Linked DNA regions of Mus musculus: region 1 is linked to region 2. The links are chromatin contacts, called in public promoter capture Hi-C maps. All regions are on one chromosome and are shown on one strand. The core of a region is the stretch at or near the end of the contact, and the rest is flanking DNA. Distances in the headings are between cores, read along the strand shown.

What was found. Capture Hi-C pulls out chosen DNA fragments and counts their contacts.
Region 1: a promoter capture Hi-C map of pancreatic islet shows a contact between it and region 2. The contact joins the promoter of Dnmt3aos here to the promoter of Asxl2 in region 2. A contact is called at or near these places in 1 of 39 promoter capture datasets (liver), 2 of 484 Hi-C or Micro-C datasets (CD4 T cells and embryonic stem cells), 2 of 115 datasets of contacts at active chromatin or transcription factors (embryonic stem cells and memory CD8 T cells) and 1 of 9 other capture datasets (pancreatic islet).

Annotation. Positions count from the first base shown.
Region 1 is chr12:3,860,759-3,863,781 of GRCm38.p6, reverse strand. It overlaps Dnmt3aos (DNA methyltransferase 3A, opposite strand), which reads left to right and starts at 1,538. Exons shown (of 4, transcript NR_045884.1): 1 at 1,538-1,772; 2 at 1,872-1,952; 3 at 2,118-2,283. All of the region lies in intron 3 of Dnmt3a (DNA methyltransferase 3A), which reads right to left.
Region 2 is chr12:3,424,890-3,428,213 of GRCm38.p6, reverse strand. Asxl2 (additional sex combs like 2, transcriptional regulator) reads right to left here and starts at 1,357. Exons shown (of 13, transcript NM_001270988.1): 1 at 1,002-1,357. The coding sequence starts at 1,058. 1110002L01Rik (RIKEN cDNA 1110002L01 gene) reads left to right here and starts at 1,467. Exons shown (of 3, transcript NR_030694.1): 1 at 1,467-1,713.

The DNA.
Region 1 (3,023 bases), core at 289-2,788, 440 kb before region 2:
AATCTTAATTAGTAATAATAATAAAAAAACCAGACATACAGGGCTGGAGAGATGGCTCAGTGGTTAAGAGCACTGGCTGTTCCTCCAGAGGTCCCCAGTTCAATTCCTAGCAAATACATGGCAGCTCACAACCATCTATAGTGGAATTTGATGCCCTCTTCTGTTTCTGATGTACTCTTGTTATGCACACACACATGCAAATACAGTGCTCATATACATACATAAGTCTTTTAAAATAATCAGACATATGTAATTTATTTTTGTGTGACAGAGTCACAGTTAGCCCAGGTTACCCTCAAACTTACTATGTAGCTAAGGATCACCTTAAACTCTGCCTCTGCCACCTGCATGCTGGGATTACTGGCATGTACCAACACACCCAGTTTATGTGGGGTGGGGAATTATATCAGGGCCACTAAGCCAAGTCCCCAGCCCCATAAAATTTGAATTGTGCAAACCAAAGCTAAGCTGGCACAATGGCTCAGCAGGTAAGGGTACTTGCTTCCAAGCTGAGGACCTGAGTCTGATAACCAGGACCCACATATTGGAAGGAGAGAACCAGTTGCAAGTTATCCTCTGATCGTCTCTATGAAAGTGTCTGTCTGTCTATTGGTCTCCCCCCAAGTTATTTTCTCCCTGAAAATCATTAGTAGCTTGATAACATCCTTTTCAGCCCCCACCCTCATCCCCAATAGGGTCCCAGCATGTGGCTCTGGCTCACCTGGAACTCAAGGAGATCCGTTTGCCTTTGCCTCCTGAGTGCTAGAGTTAAAGGTGTGGGGGCCATACTCCATCTTTTTTAGATGTTTCGTTCCATCTCAGGCTAAAGAAATGGCTCCTGGTTAATGGCTCTCAGAGAGGACCTAGGTTCAATTCCTAGCAACCCCATGGTGGCTTACAACTAGAACTCCAGTTCCAAGGGGTCCAGTGCTCTCTTCTGACATCCACCAGGCATGCACATGGTGATATATATACATGCTGGCAAAACATTCATATACATAATTAAAAAATAAACAAAATAAAACAAGGCTTCATGTAATCTAGGCTGGTTTCAATCAAACTGTGTATCTGAGGTTGGCCTTGACTCTTGATCCTCCTGCTCTGTGTGGCAAGGGCTGGGATGGCAGGCATGTGCCAAAGGGCTAGGTTTCCTTTTTAGACTTTTCACAATCACATGTAAGCTACGAGTTCATCCACACATTCACACACACGAGATTCAAGATCATGTTTTATTATGCTACCCAGAAGGTTCTAGAACTCGCTTCTCCCCTGACAAATGCAATGGCGTCTCTCCACATTCGTGCATATGGCTCTCCCTCCTACTCAGTGGATGCTCTATGACTCACACCCACTGTGGGTTCTGGGGCTGAGCTGCTGTAGAGTCCTATGACCTCCAGTTCCCTATAGCTAAGTCTATCTGTAGGGCAGTCCCAGGGGTCCAAGTATAGAGAGAAATGCCAAGCTCGCCTCAGAAAGGCTGCAGCATCAGCACATGGCCTGAGAGGTTTGAGCTGCTGGCCCCTCCCCTCACAGCCTCCATTTCATGTCTGGGATGGAAGTGTGAGCTCACTGCTCTCTGGAGAGGACCCCTGAGAAGTGGCAAACCCAGAGTCTGACTGCCACCTCCTGAGGGACCAGCAGTTGGACTGTTGATCCACCAGTCTATGCTTCGGGCTCTTCACCTGGGAAAGAGAACATGCTGAGGAGATGCATTGCTGTCTGCCCCAGCAGCTGGGGGTTCCGGAGGCTGCAGCACAAGGAGGAAGTGCCAGGTGGGAGAGAGAAAGCCTCCACAGGCAAGCCAGGCTGCTGGGCAGCTGCATCAGAAGAGAGGAGCAAACAGATGACCACCTACTTCCTTTATTCCCCAGCTCCCACACCATGTGTCTGACCCACCTCAGCATGGAAACTTCCTCTGTCAGTCTGTCACTCTGTCACTCTGCAAGGTTAAGGTGAGTCACGCATGAGAGAAGGCCATGCCTCGTTGCCCTGGTGGACACTTTCCAGGGACCAGTGGTACCAGATACTGCAAAGCCAACCTGTACTGCAGGGAGGTGGGCAGGTTGCACTTGGACAGAAGCAATCTCTCTTAGATGCTCTCTCTCTCTTCACTGTAGGCTTCCCCTGCAGAGCGGCCCGAGATCATCCTAGAGGCTTCCTTCTTACATGAGGATCATACAGCCTCCGTACCCAAGGACTCACTTCCTGTTGGTACCAACTCCGTAGCCTTGGGAGCCGGGAGTGCTATCTCTCTGCCTGGCCTCAGTCTTTCAAGCACACTGCGTAGGTGCTTCCCCACCAGCCCTGCCAGAAGGAACCCCTCTGCAGTAGCATCAGACACACCCAGAGGTGGGAGCCAGTACACAGGTGGATGAAGAGATGGGAATCTAGCACACAGCTGAGCTGTAAGCCTAGGATCAGCTCGATGGCTGAAAGGCCCACCCCTTCCCATTGGCCCACCCCATCCCTCACCCCTCCCCATTTTGGTGCTGGGAATCAAACCCAGAGCCTTTCTTCTGTGTATTATGTAACTGCTACAGTGAGCTAGATTCCAGCCCCACCACCATCAGGCCCTCTTCCTAATGGCCCCTATCCTCTCCTGCTTGACTTTGGTTCCTACTTTGTTTTGTTTTTTGAGATTGAGACTCACCTAATCCAAGCTAGCCTCGTGCAGCCCAGGATAGCCTCATGCAGCCAAGGCTACTCTTAAATTCCTGATCCTTACCTCCCCACCACTTGGCTTCTTGAGTGCTGGAATTACAAGTGTGCTCTACCACACTCGGTTTATACAATGCTGGGGTGGAACCCTGGGCTTCATTTGTGCTGGGCAAGCACTCTACACAGTGGACCACTCCATTTCCTTTGAGTCATCACTGACCTGAGGTTCAAGTGAACTCATGACTCCTACACCATAGCTGACCCCTTGCCCTCTAGACCCTGGACTAAGCATGGCCTCTCTCCCTAGGGCTCTTGGGACCTGGGCAACTGGGCAGAGTAAATCCACCTACAGGAACTACCCAGAG
Region 2 (3,324 bases), core at 108-2,607:
TGCTTGATGAAACTTCAATTTCTCCTTAAGGTTTCTTTTCTTCGTAAATACACGTTTTAAATTTTTCAAAACAATGTTTCTCACAAATACTCATTGCTAAATGACTTTTAAATTCCATATAACAAAATTGGAGTGAGGGGCACTAATCACAACTTCATTGGTCCGGTCCACTTTCACTTTAACTTAAAAAAGAAGAAAAGAAATGAAAAGAAAAGAAAAGAAAAGAAAAGAAAAGAAAAGAAAAGAAAAGAAAAGAAAAGAAAAGAAAAGAGGAGGGGAGGGGAGGAGAGAAAAGGAAAGGAAAGGAAAGGAAAGGAAAAAGGAAAGGAGAAAAAGAAAGCCAATAAACTACACGTCCCACCATGCATTGCAGCCTTACTCAGAGTAGGTCTCTACGGAAACAGAAAAAAAAATTCTGAGTCCCACCTGTTACTTCGTTTCTAAACACCTCCTGCACTTTCAGCTCTCACAGCAAACACAAAAGCCTCGTGACCTCACATTGGCTCCCGGAGCAAGATAAGCGGGGGCCCCGGTCTGGCAGCACCTCTGCCTCGACAGGAGAACGCCACCGAGCTCAAGCGCTCCCCTCTCCTTTCCGGGGCTGGAAGCACGCACAAACCGCCTCCTGTCTGCATCCAATCGGGGCTCTCCGAGGCGCACAAGGGAGAAGAACCGGTTACTGGGCAAGCACAACACACAGGGCCGAGACAAGGGGTAACAGTGTAGGGGCGACAGCGACATGACCCCGAAAGGCAACCTCACAACACCGAGGAGGTCCAGTCGTAGCCACCGCGAGAAGTCGCAGTCGCGCGACGGATTCCTCGCGCCGACGCCTCGGTCTCCTCACGGCTCTCCAACGCGCCCGTAACTGCCGCTCTCTGCGCGCGCTTTCCTGATCCTCAACCCGGTCGCGGGGCCAAGTGACCTCCCTTGCCTTGCGACGGGTGGCCGGCGAGAAAACGAACTCCTGCCAGCCTTTCTCTCTGCTCCCTCCTCCTTACCGTCTTGGCGGCCTCCGCCCAGGTCCTGCCCTTCTTCCTACGGCCCTTTTCCCTCATGTCGGTTCTGACTGACTGGGAGGCTTCCGTGCCCCGGCTCCGGCTGCGTTCCCTCGCCTGCTGCGCCCTGCACTGCTTTTCCCGCGGTGCCAGGAAAGGTGGGAGAAAGGGGAAGTCGGACCCGAGAAGCAACTCAGCGAGCAAGCGGCCGCGGAGGCGCGCAGTGGCGGGGGTAGGGGGCTCTACGGGGTGGCCGGTCCTGCTGCCGCTGCCACTGCTACCGCCGCTGCCATATTGGGTTCTTACTGTACAAGCAGCTTCTGTGGTCACGTGACCCCTGCCGCGCGGCCGTCACTACTGTACGCTGCAGGCCGCGCGAACGAGCGCGCACTTGCGCGCGCCCCCAGCCTCGGCGTCGGACCGGCAGGCTGCAGCAGTTAGCCACGCCCCTGCACTTCCGGTGTCTCCGCATCGAGCCCTTGCGCACGACGGAGGGCGGCCCATGGTCTGTGGGTCGGATGTCTGGCGGTCACACCCGCCGGGAAGATCTTCTGGCGGAAACAGAATCTGCTCCTTTCGGGAAAGGCTGATTGCGCGGTTACGTGCAGCGTGTGTTGAGGAGTGGCTCTGGAAACTTAAAGAGCCCGACGATCAAGTGATCTTGCCAACTACCGTTTTAATCAGCATGTTTTATTTTGTTGTGGTACAGGCTCAGGTAAGGCGGACCTTAAACTCCGAACTTCTGTCTCCCATTACTGGTAATTACAGGCATGCATCGTCTTGTCCTCAAGTTCATTTTTTACAAAGCTTATCTTTTTGAAGACGTACCGCGTGCAGTTCTTGTCTATTATTAATCTGATTAATAGATGAGACAGGTTAGATTGATTTACCAACTCTCTAGTATAGGATGTGAATATACCAAAAACTAAGTTGTTAGCTACCAAGCCTTGTCTCGCAAAGTAAATAGACCTTTTTTAGGCCAACAGAAACCACGTTTATGGCTCAGAGGATAAGTGCACTGACTATTCCGGAGGTTCTGAGTTTAATTCTCAGCAACCACATGGTGGCTCACAACCATGGGATCCGATGCCCTCTTCCGGTGTGTCAGCTACAGTGAAGACAGCTACAGTGTACTCATACATAAAATAAATATTTTTTAAAAAGGAGTTTAGAAATCGCATTGTGTTTTTACATGTGATTGGTATCATCAAAGAAGTATGTTTTATCTCCCTTGGCACAGAGCCTATATGTATCAGGAATCCGTTAAATATTTGTTGAATGGTTCAGCTATGTCTAGTCAAGAAACTATTCACTCTTCATAATGTCAGTAACACCCTCCTGAATATCCAGAACATTTTATCTCTGATTATCTGTTCTTGTAAACAACATAGAGGAGAATGCACAGCGGCTAGGGATGTGGCTCAATGCAAGCTCTCCGCCTCCCATGGGTACTGGGGATTGAGCCTGCAGGCTAGCATAAGCCTTCTACCACTCAGCTGTACTCCAGCCATTCTGTTGTTTTTACATAGGCAGCGTCCCCCTAAATTATCCAGACTGTTCTTGAATTCGTTCTGTAGCTTAGGCAAGTGTACACGGATTTCTATCTTCATGCACACCAGAAGAGGGCATCAGATCTCATTACAGATGGTTGTGAGTCACCATGTGGTTGCTGGGAATTGAACTCAGGACCTCTGGAAGAGCAGTCTGTGCTTTTAACCGCTGAGCCATCTTTCCAGCCCCCAGCTTCGGCAAGTTTTGACCTTGCAATCCAAATTATTCAGCCTCCATAGTACCGGGGATTGCAGGCCTTCACCATGAAGGCACATCTCTAGTGATAACCTGTTGTCTAGAATGTAGGCGCTCCCTAGATGGGTTTCAGCAGTTCATAGAACTCCTTACTATTGGCAATATTTTCTCTGTCAAAATATTTTCTGTGTCATGGTGCATCCTTGTCATCTAAGCACTAAGAAGATTAGAAGCTTGGGTTATCCATAAGGTCTGCTACAGAGCAAGTTCCAGGCTGTCCTTCAGACACTGTCTCAAAAAAGAACCATCAACAGTGTGTGTGTGTGTGTCTGTGTGATAAATGTGGATTCCTTTTTTTGCTTTTTAAAAGGCCTCTCACCGGGCAGTGGTGGCTCACGCCTTTTAATTCCAGCACTTGGGAGGCAGAGGCAGATGGATTTCTGAGTCCGAGGCCAGCCTGGTCTACAGAGTGAGTTCCAGGGCTGCCAGGGCTAAACAGAGAAACCCTATCTCTAAAAAACAAACAGAAACAAAAACAAAACAAAACAGAGTCTCTCTTTATAGCCCCAGCTTTTCTGGA